Linked DNA regions of Gasterosteus aculeatus: region 1 is linked to region 2. The links are chromatin contacts, called in public Hi-C maps. All regions are on one chromosome and are shown on one strand. Each heading gives the region's core, a stretch centred on a gene start, on an enhancer-like site or on the middle of the called end of the contact. The rest is flanking DNA. Distances are from core to core; before and after follow the strand shown. Region 1 holds the start of atp6v1ba (ATPase, H+ transporting, lysosomal, V1 subunit B, member a). Region 2 holds the start of fam98a (family with sequence similarity 98 member A).

Region 1 (4,953 bases), core at 2,075-4,574, 570 kb after region 2:
TACCACTTCAGTCTGTAGTGCTTTTCCACCATCATAAAAAAAGCTGGGCCTTTTTGTATGGGATGCCAGTGTGTTGGTTGAGCAAGGGGCATGGTTCAAAATCATCTTCAACAGCCGCTTACAAGCTATTGTGCAGAACATGCTGCGTCAAATGAGAATGCATCAGCGCTTCAAAAAAAAGCAAACTAAGACTTCCTAAGGGGTTAATGTGTGCAATCATGTCATTTTACCTGTCACTCAACCGTTCAATACATTGTGTTGGTGAAGGAGTGTGTGTGTATGTTTGTGTGTGAGAAAGAGAGAGAGAAAGACTGAGGGAGACACACTGAGAAAGCACATACACATCAACTGCCAGCCGCAATTGACTAAGCATATCCGACAGATTTTAAATTCTTGTCAACAAAAAATCTCCAAAAACACCCTAGCTGGTGCTTTTGTTTAGAGTCTGCAGTCCAGCACTAATTTCCTGTTGCCATTTTCTAAGTATATTTTGTCATAATCTAGTAATTCCTTTCTCTTTTTTTACACGCTGTTTTGATGCTGCTCTGTGGACGTTGATGTACATTCCTGCTTTTTGAGCCAATGGACTGGACGCATGTGTACCAGGTCTTCCACACTTAAGTACAGTTGGGTCGGTTGAAGAAGAGCTTTAAGGGAAAGGTCTTTAAATGAACTTGTGTCCATTTAAAGACATGCCGCTAAATGCCACTAAGAAAGACAGAAGAGCAGAATTTCTCTTCAAATAATCATAAATAAACATCCATCCATTGTCAAACCGCTTATTCTGCACACAGGGTCACGGGGGGGCTGTAGTCCATCCCAGCCAACTCTGGGTGATAGACAGGGTACATCCTGGATTGGTCGCCAGCCAATCGCAGGGCTACACAGAGACACACAACCATTCACACATCTACGGGCAATTTAAAGTCCCCAATTAACCTGATCCCCAGAGCATGTCTTTGGACTGTGGGAGGAACCCACGTAGACAAGATGCAGACTCCACACAGAAAGGCCACTGGGCGGAATCGAACCCAGGACCTTCTTGCTGTGAGGCAACAGTGCTAACCACCACGCCACCGTGCCGCCCATAAATAAACATGTCCTATTATATAATATAATTTTTATATATAAAACTTATATATAAGTTATATATATATATAAAAATAAAATAAAACTTTTATTTACAACTACAATGTATCCGGAAAGTATTCACAACGCTTCACTTTTTCCACATTTTGTTATGTTACAGCCTTATTCCAAAATGGATTAAATTGGTATTATTTTCCTCAACATTCTACACACAACAACCCATAATGCCAAGTGAACGTTTTTTTGCAAATTTTTGCAAATCTGTTAAAAATAAAGAACGAAAACATAACATGTACATAAGTATTCACAGCCTTTGCCATGACACTCAAAATTTAGCTCGGGTGCATCCTGTTTCCACTGATGATCCTTGAGATGTTTCTACAACTTGATTGGAGTCCACCTGTGCTGAAATTCAGTTGATTGGGCATGATTGAGAAAGGCACACACCTGTCTATATAAAGTATCACAATTGACAGTGCATATCAGAGCATAAACCAAGCCATGAAGTCCAAGGAATTATCTGTAGACCTCCGAGACAGAATTGTATCAAGGCACAGATCTGGCGAAGGGTACAGAAAGATTTCTGCAGCATTGAAAGTCCCAATGAGCACAGTGGCCTCCATCATCCGGAAATGGAAGAAGTTTGGAACCACCAGGACTCTTCCTAGAGTTGGCCGCCCAGCCAGACTGAGCGATCGGGGGAGAAGGGCCTTCGTCAGGGAGGTGACCAGGAACCCGATGGTCACTTTGACAGAGCTCCAGCGTTGTTCTATGAAGAGAGGAGAACCTTCCAGTAGGGCAACCATCTCTGCAACACTCCACAAATCAGGCCTGTTTGGTAGAGTGGCCAGACGGAAGCCACTCAGTAAAAAGCACATGACAGCCCGCCTGAAGGACTCTCAGACCATGAGAAACAAAATTCTCTGGTCTGATGAAACAAAGATTGAGATCTTTGGCCTAAATGCCAATCGTCATGTCTGGAGGAAACCAGGCACTGCCCATCATCTCGCCAATACCATCCCTACAGTGAAGCATGGTGGTGGCAGCATCATGCTGTGGGGATGTTTTTCAGCGGGAGACTAGTCACGATTGAGGGAAAGATGAATGCAGCAATGTAAAGAGACATCCTAGATGAAAACGTGCTCCAAAGCGCTCTGGACCTTAGACTGGGACAGTTCATCTTCCAACAGGACAACGACCCGAAGCACACAGCCAAGATAACAAAGGAGTGGCTTCGGGACAACTCTGTGAATTGAGTGGCCCAGCCAGAGCCCTGACTTGAACCCGATTGAACATCTCTGGAGAGATCTGAAAATGGCTGCGCACCGACGCTCCCCATCCAACCTGATGGAACTTGAGAGGTTCTGCAAAGAAGAATTGGAGAAACTGCCCAGAAATAGGTGTGCCACGCTTGTGGAATCATACCCAAGAAGACTTGAGGCTGTAATTGCTGCCAAAGGTGCTTCAACAAAGTATTGAGCAAAGGCTGTGAATACTTATGTACATGTTATGTTTTCGTTCTTTATTTTTAACAGATTTACAAAAAAGTTTTCACTTTGTCATTATGGGTTGTTGTGTGTAGAATGTTGAGGAAAATTTTGGAATAAAGCTGTAACATAACAAAATGTGGAAAAAGTGAAGCGCTGTCAATACTTTCCGGATGCACTGTATTTTTTTGTAAATCTAATCAATTTTGAATATTGAACTAAAAATGAGTTTCGTTTCCTTGGATCAAAATTGTCTGTGGATGCGCAATGCGAGTGGTGGAAAGTTGGTCCAATGCTTTATTGTGTTTACCTGTTACGTTAAATACTATATCCTAAACATGTTTTCCTAGTTGTTTGACTTACATAACATTAACCAAGACATAAGAGACTGCTGTTCAGATATTTGTCCTTAAACAGAAAACCCCTCCACATTAAATACTTCCGAAAAGTCCAGCTTAATCTCTTGTTGTGCTTTGCCCCTGTCAGTGAAACTACATATGGACGTTTCATGGCATTTTTAGCGTAATGTAAGTAACTAACTTTTTTGGAAACATTCATTGCCATATATTTAATCAGGTTACAGGTATCAAGGGCTTGAATACCATATGCTTTGGACTTCCTTTTTTTTATTCAGCACCAAGAGGTCATAAATAATGACCAAAGCATACAATCTGTGATACTGACAAATTATCTTAAATTAAAAAAACAAGAAAAATACCAAAAACCTAAATATGGCATCTCATTTCGCTAAAAAATAGAACTAAAACAGCCCTGTAGCTGTAATCCATATTGTTGCTCAATCGTCTTCATCCGATCTCCACCAACATCCGGTTCCTTCGTGTCACATGACCAGCTCTCTACTGTCATCTACGTTATTTGGAACCAGCTAGTAAAGCATATCTCCCAACATTAGCTTCCTCGGTTTCCTATTCTTCATCTGACGATGGCAACATTGGTGGCAAACAGGGCTATGGACATCAACGGCTTAGCAGGAGCTGCGAGGACGCACACCCAGGCTGTGACCAGGAATTACATCTCTCAACCGAGGCTAAGTACGTGACGTTAGCGGGCTGCTGGAGGTACCTGCAGCTATAGCTAGTGGCTAACAAGGTTGTTGAGCTGCATTCATTGACAAGGAAACTGAGGGATTATGATCTGTTAGATACTTATATAACTAGAAACGCTTCTTATCACGCTTCAGTTTAACATTTTTATTAGCTTGTATCCAGTATAGGAATGATCCGTAAGGTTGGTTAGCATTGTCCAGGATCAGGTAAATTCCTAATAGTATATTCTAGTACTGACACAGATGGTTTGTAAATGGAGGTTCCATTGGTAGTAAGTGTCGGGATATGCATTAAAGAAAATGCAGATCTTCGACATGTCTTTAAATACGAGTGGGTATACCCAGGTACCGTTGAATGCATCATACGGGATATGATGCCAAAATTATGAATCACGACGATAAACAAGCTAGTGACATCGGCCATCACGCTTGAAATGAAATGCGGGCTATGTTTACAGATCCGTACAAGAACAGCTTTAACGTTACATTCTGTATTAATAGAACCAGCTAAAATGTTACGTCTGCCGTTGGTGCCAAACGGCATCAAGAACTAAGCTAGCATGCTAGCTATAGTGGCTAGTCCAGCACAGAATCATTGTTAATCATTTGAGTTCGCATTACTCTTTACTCTATTAATTGGTTATATGAAGCATCCTCTAACTACACTTTTTATGTATGTTCGCGTTGGGATAAATGTCCCATTGTCACCATTAAGATGACTTGTTATAAGACAGTTTTCATTACACAGCTAAGGTTACTGTTAGCTAGCTGAGTGCTACCGGTGCAGTGGATTAGCTGACCGACAGCCACACGTGACCGCGACGCCGTGTCGCGTTTATTTTCTATGTGAGTGTTGATCTGAGTCTTTAGAGCGCCCAATATTGCTGTATTAGTACTGTGTGGCGCTGTATCAAATTGATTCCTTCGACATGTTGCTAGCCTTAGCTTGTCGATGAACAAACTGCTGGGGTGATCTCTCATGTGATTAATGTCATATGAGAGATCATGTGACATGAGTGGGGCGGCAGCCTGCAGTGGTGTGGATAAGACCTGGGCCCTGTTCCTCGTACGTGGCTAACTGAGTTAGCCGGATAATCTTCAGGATGAAATGACGTAGTTCAGGCTTTTCGGTTCCCCGAAGCAGGTTTGTCTAAATCACCATAGCAACGCATCGAAAAGCGTGAACCTGCTCCGGTGCAGGTTCATCTGAGCTGCTAGATTAGTTCATCACTCCCCCGGAAAAATAGAGCAGCTCACTTCCTCATTGATGAAGGATCGACATCAGTTAGATTAACGTTTTATAGGGAGAGA
Region 2 (4,767 bases), core at 1,475-3,974:
TGTAATAAAGTCTTTTAGCATTTTCTAGCGCAGGATACTGCTACAAGGTCCTGCTGACCCTCGTGTATTTAAATCATCCCTTCAAGGTGCATAATCCTTTCAAACCGTCACTCGGTTCTCCGGGTCAGTAAACAGTGTTGAAGTCTGGGAAATGTTGTTGGTATCCAGTCATATGGGCACCCTAGGAAATGACAGCCCCGTGACAGTGTGCCAGACTGATGATTGACATGTGCATGGGGGACAGTAGCTCGGCGGTAGAGGATCGGCGGTTTGATCCCCCACTCAGCGGGACCCAAAGTAGCGCCGGTAGTTGTGTGTGAATGTTGTGCGAATGATTCAATAGTTGTGCTGGCAGGTGTCTCTGTGTGTCATCAGTGTGGGTTCAATGCAATTCAGTTCAGTACCTTTCCCACTGGCCTTGTGTGCATGTGTTTTCTTTCATAATGACAGACCAGACCTAATTAGAATCTAAGATGTGGGCGAAATGAATGACCGATGATATGAACACCTGGAGCAGCATTACATGCAGATGTGATACACATGGGAAGCAGTATTCTGCATGCTGATAGCATTATGCCAACTCAGTCAATTAGAGCACATATGTCAAACTCAAGGCCCGCAAGCCTAATACGTGGTGGAATTATCTTGTGGCCTGCAGGATAAAGGCTGTCAAAGTTAACGCGTTGATCTATGAGATTATTGTGGTCGAGATGAATGCAATACAGTATTTTTCAGTTAGATGGGAGAGACGGAGACGGTGGTTGAAGATGGAGAGATCGTTTTGCATTGGAAGTAAAACAAAGAGTAGAACTGTGCAGAGGAATCCCTCCAGGTGTCAAACAGAAGGGGGACGAGTGCAAACAGACCACTTCAGACCATGGAGCATGTTGCTAGCTGCTAGGCTACTTCCATCTCCACATCTACCCTGCAGAGGACCACCACTGTGCCCCTGAGAGACAGGGGGCTGGAAAACGTCCTGGCTGAATGTGGGGAGATCGTTGGCACTTCAGACACAGCCGTCATATGATGGAGAGCTGAGAGCAAAGAGTCGCTTGTTCAACACGTTCAAATGTGTGGAGTGTCTAAAATACACACTTTCTAAAGTGATTACGTGTGTGCGTGTTTTTGCTTCTGTGGGAGGCAAATAGAGACATTGTATGACTGACGTTTTTTCCTCTCTGCTCCACCAGTTGTCCATCCTCACAGAACTCTCCCACTGCCACAGCAGTGACAAGACGGGGCTTCTGACGGCAGCCCAAACCGGACCGGATCATTTCACACTCAAACTGTCCCCCCCACCCTTACTGGAGGAGTAGCAGCATGCCTGCTTGTGGATCACTGGAGTTGGTCAGAGGACGTTCTTCTGATGGTCCCAACCTTCTACATGCATGTGGCACAGTCGTTTTCCATCGTTCTTTTGTTGGGAGACACCTACATTGTTTAAAGCCTTAAAACAAACGTTTTGATATTAATAATAATTGCTCACTGTGATTCTTCTGTGTAGCTTTGATTCCATTGTTTGTGTATCACAGCTGGTTCAACCACTTCGCTTGGTTCGCATGTTGGTCACAGGATGTCAAAAGCTGAGTCCCGTCATAGATGCAAAGAATGTTGTAACGTTTATTTCGGCGACGGAATGATTCTGTTTGAACTAGTAAAAATATCAAGACTCTTTTACATCTCGTATTTCACAAGATGAAATATGCATCTTTCATGGGGAATGTCGGGGACTTCCTCTGCAAATGAAAGTTACTTTTTGAAAGTTTGGGATTTCGAGGAAACCTACCAGAGGGCGGAGTGTCATGGTGTGATGCTTAGAGCCACTGACAAAGGTGTAAGAGACCAAACCAAACACTTTAATAGTGAATGCAGCTATTTGCACCTGCCTACTGTCCCATGAGGTTTCAACACCCATAACAAGTAATTAGCTTTTTACTACTAGCTAGTACATTTGACTCTAATAACTGATCTTTAGATGTTCTCAGCAACCCAGAGCACTGGAAATCAACTTCAACAGGCACTTTTTGCGATGAAAGCCTTTGATAGACACTTTGACAACCAACTTGAAATTCCTAAACGAACTTAAGACTTCATTTAGACATTTCAGTTAAAACCACTTCATTCTATTTTCTTTAAGGAACGTTGAAGTTGAAGTGCATCTGTTGATGATATTTTTCTATCAAATACCGCTCGAAAAAAAATAACTGAGTTATGGTAGTAATACTATAGCAGAGTTAGAATTGAAGGTACACTAATACCGTGTAAGTGTACTTTGCAAAAACAGTAAGTGGTGTTCACAATCGCACCCTAACGTTTCAGTTCAATTGTTTACCTGAAACCTGTCAGCTAATCCGCTAATCCTTCTATTTCTTTTGAGAAATTCCTTTTTCCTTCACGTGGACCTGAGGGGTCTGAAAGGTCCAGGGCGGTTCAGAATCATTTTGGCTTGTAGCTCCAGAGGCCGAGGCCATGCAGACCGAGATACTCTTCTCCATTCCTGACTTCAGCCTCTTTTATTGTATGTTGTTCAATAATGGCACTGAGCCCAGACAGGAAAATACATTCCACCCTGTTGCGTCATCCTAGAAGGTGAGTTGGCCCGTTCACCCCCGATAGGATAGTGGAGCCAATAGATTGCACAGTATATGTCCCGGTTAACATGGAGCCAAATCTATGTCAAAGGTTAATCATTGTTCACATACACGTGTTCTGCGCTCTGGGGGCGCTGTGCGCCGCGGGTCCTGTGGGGGATCCTGTGGGGGATCCTGTGGGGGCGCTGTGCGCCGCGGGTCCTGTGGGGGCGCTGCAGCGCCGCGCAGCTGTTCGCGCCCCGCTGAGGAACCCGACGAGGAAGCAGAACAAGTTAAACGTGTATCAGCTGAGCTGGCTGATGTGACAACTCGATTTCATTGGACGTTATCTTGATTTTACAGCACGACTATAGATCATTGGGATGGAGAATGACATCATCATCATCTCTCTTGAAGATTTAGGGTAAGTGATCAAATACGTCTTCCGCTGCATGAATATAATATAGGAGGTGAGCAGCCTCCCTGCTGTCTTATTTTAGCCAGCACGCTAACGCTACAGGACTGTTTAACGTCAACACGCTGTCGCTTAGCAGCTAACGGTCCTTATGCTGATGAACGTGCGGTGAACCGGGGACATCGCTGCGTACCGCCCGGTATTAATAGACCCAACTCCGGGCTGCCAAGTGCACGAAGCTGCGTCAGCAGAAGCTGCTCCTGTCCGGATTCAATGGAGGACAACACGGTCCTCTCCCCTGCTAGGGGGCGCGCGCGTCAATCGGCGTCGACGTGGTTCGTCTCGTGCCTACGTGCCTTTGAACCTGCCTTCCTCAGTGGCCTGATCGTGCTGCACTGATGTGTGTGTTGCTGCAGGTACCAAGGCCCTCTGTTGGAGGAAGGAGCTCTGGATCCCGCTGTGAGCAGAGGAGCCGCCTCGCCCGAGTTCACCAAGCTTTGTGCCTGGATCGTCTCCGAGCTTCGCCTCTACTGCAAGCTGGAGGAGAATGTCCACGCCACCAACTGTGAGACCCCCTCTATTGCCATCGTCCGAGCCGTTTTAACCGCGCCGGACAGCAGATCAGCGTGTGTGTGTGTGTGTGTGTGTGTGTGTGTCCTCTCCAGGTCCCAGCGAGGCAGAGGGCTTCCAGCTGGAGATGAGCGGCCTGCTGTCAGAGCTCGCCTGTCCTTACTCTGTCCTCACCAGCGGAGACGTCACCAAGAGGCTCCTGAATAGGACCGACTGTCTGCTGCTCCTCAGTAAGATCGCAGCGTTCGTATTCATAAACCCTCATGGGAGACCAGATTCCTCCCTCGCGACGTGTTGGGCCGCACCCTCCTGTCACCCCGTTATGTGTAATCCTGTCTCCTCTGGGTTTATTGCTTCAGCCATGTGGGAGAGTCGGTCGGTTAACTCGGTTACGCCGCGCCATGTTCCGTTCCCGAATCATAAACTTTAAAGTCACTTGGAAGTTTGAAACCCAGGTCCTCAGAGATGAACTGTACGCTCCTGAAAGATGCAACACACGAACGATGCGGGCAGGCCGGTGGTGGGACGGGGGTCAAGGGTCAGCAGTGATCATTGTGTTCTATTTTGACTAAACGGGTGAACATAAGCAAATCCGCCATGCTTGGAAAGTAGGGAGAAAAATAAGTATAGGGACGTGCACATGCGCTGTGAGCTGTTACAGCCACAACGTGTGGAATTCTACTCGTTGAAGAAAAGCGGGCTATTTATGAAGAGCTTTTAGGCCGATTGAAAGAGTGACTTTGTGTATGCCTTAAGGAACAACTCGTAATTACATTTTTTTTGTTTTGTAGGCAACTGCTTGAGCATATTTTAAATTTGACCTTCTGTGAATAGAACTTAACCAGTCCCATTTCCATCTCAGCCTATCTGGTGTCGGAGCTGGAGGCGTCGAGGATGATCCTGGTTACCAAGCCTGAGAAGAAAGCCCAGCAGGCAGGCAGCCCCATGTTCCAGGAGCTGAAGGGGATCTGCATGTCCCTGGGCATGTCTAAGCCTCCAGCCAACATCACCATGTTTCAGTTCTTCAGTGGCATTGAGAAGAAGGTGAGTTTGTGAGAGCAGAACCCACTTGAAGCTACATTACAGAAGTTGACCACTGTTTCACCGCCTGACCTTTGCTCCTGAATGAGTGTTTGTTTGAACTGCCTTCGAGGTTTGGCCCGTCTGCTAACGTGGAGGGGAGGAGCTGTTCCGTGTTCCTCCTTTTTCACA

Evidence for each region. A called contact is a pair of places that touch in the nucleus more often than the background predicts.
Region 1: a Hi-C map of tail fin shows a contact between it and region 2, with 6 times the contacts expected there. The contact joins the promoter of atp6v1ba here to the promoter of fam98a in region 2. A contact is called at or near these places in 2 of 6 Hi-C or Micro-C datasets (tail fin and whole body).

Annotation. Positions count from the first base shown.
Region 1 is chr6:2,437,267-2,442,219 of fGasAcu3.hap1.1, forward strand. It overlaps atp6v1ba (ATPase, H+ transporting, lysosomal, V1 subunit B, member a), which reads left to right and starts at 3,325. Exons shown (of 14, transcript XM_040178317.2): 1 at 3,325-3,628. The coding sequence starts at 3,520.
Region 2 is chr6:1,869,255-1,874,021 of fGasAcu3.hap1.1, forward strand. It overlaps fam98a (family with sequence similarity 98 member A), which reads left to right and starts at 2,725. Exons shown (of 8, transcript XM_040178352.2): 1 at 2,725-2,994; 2 at 3,402-3,550; 3 at 3,651-3,785; 4 at 4,418-4,599. The coding sequence starts at 2,954. It overlaps vps8 (VPS8 subunit of CORVET complex), which reads left to right. Exons shown (of 45, transcript XM_040178351.2): 45 at 1,191-1,672. The coding sequence ends at 1,316.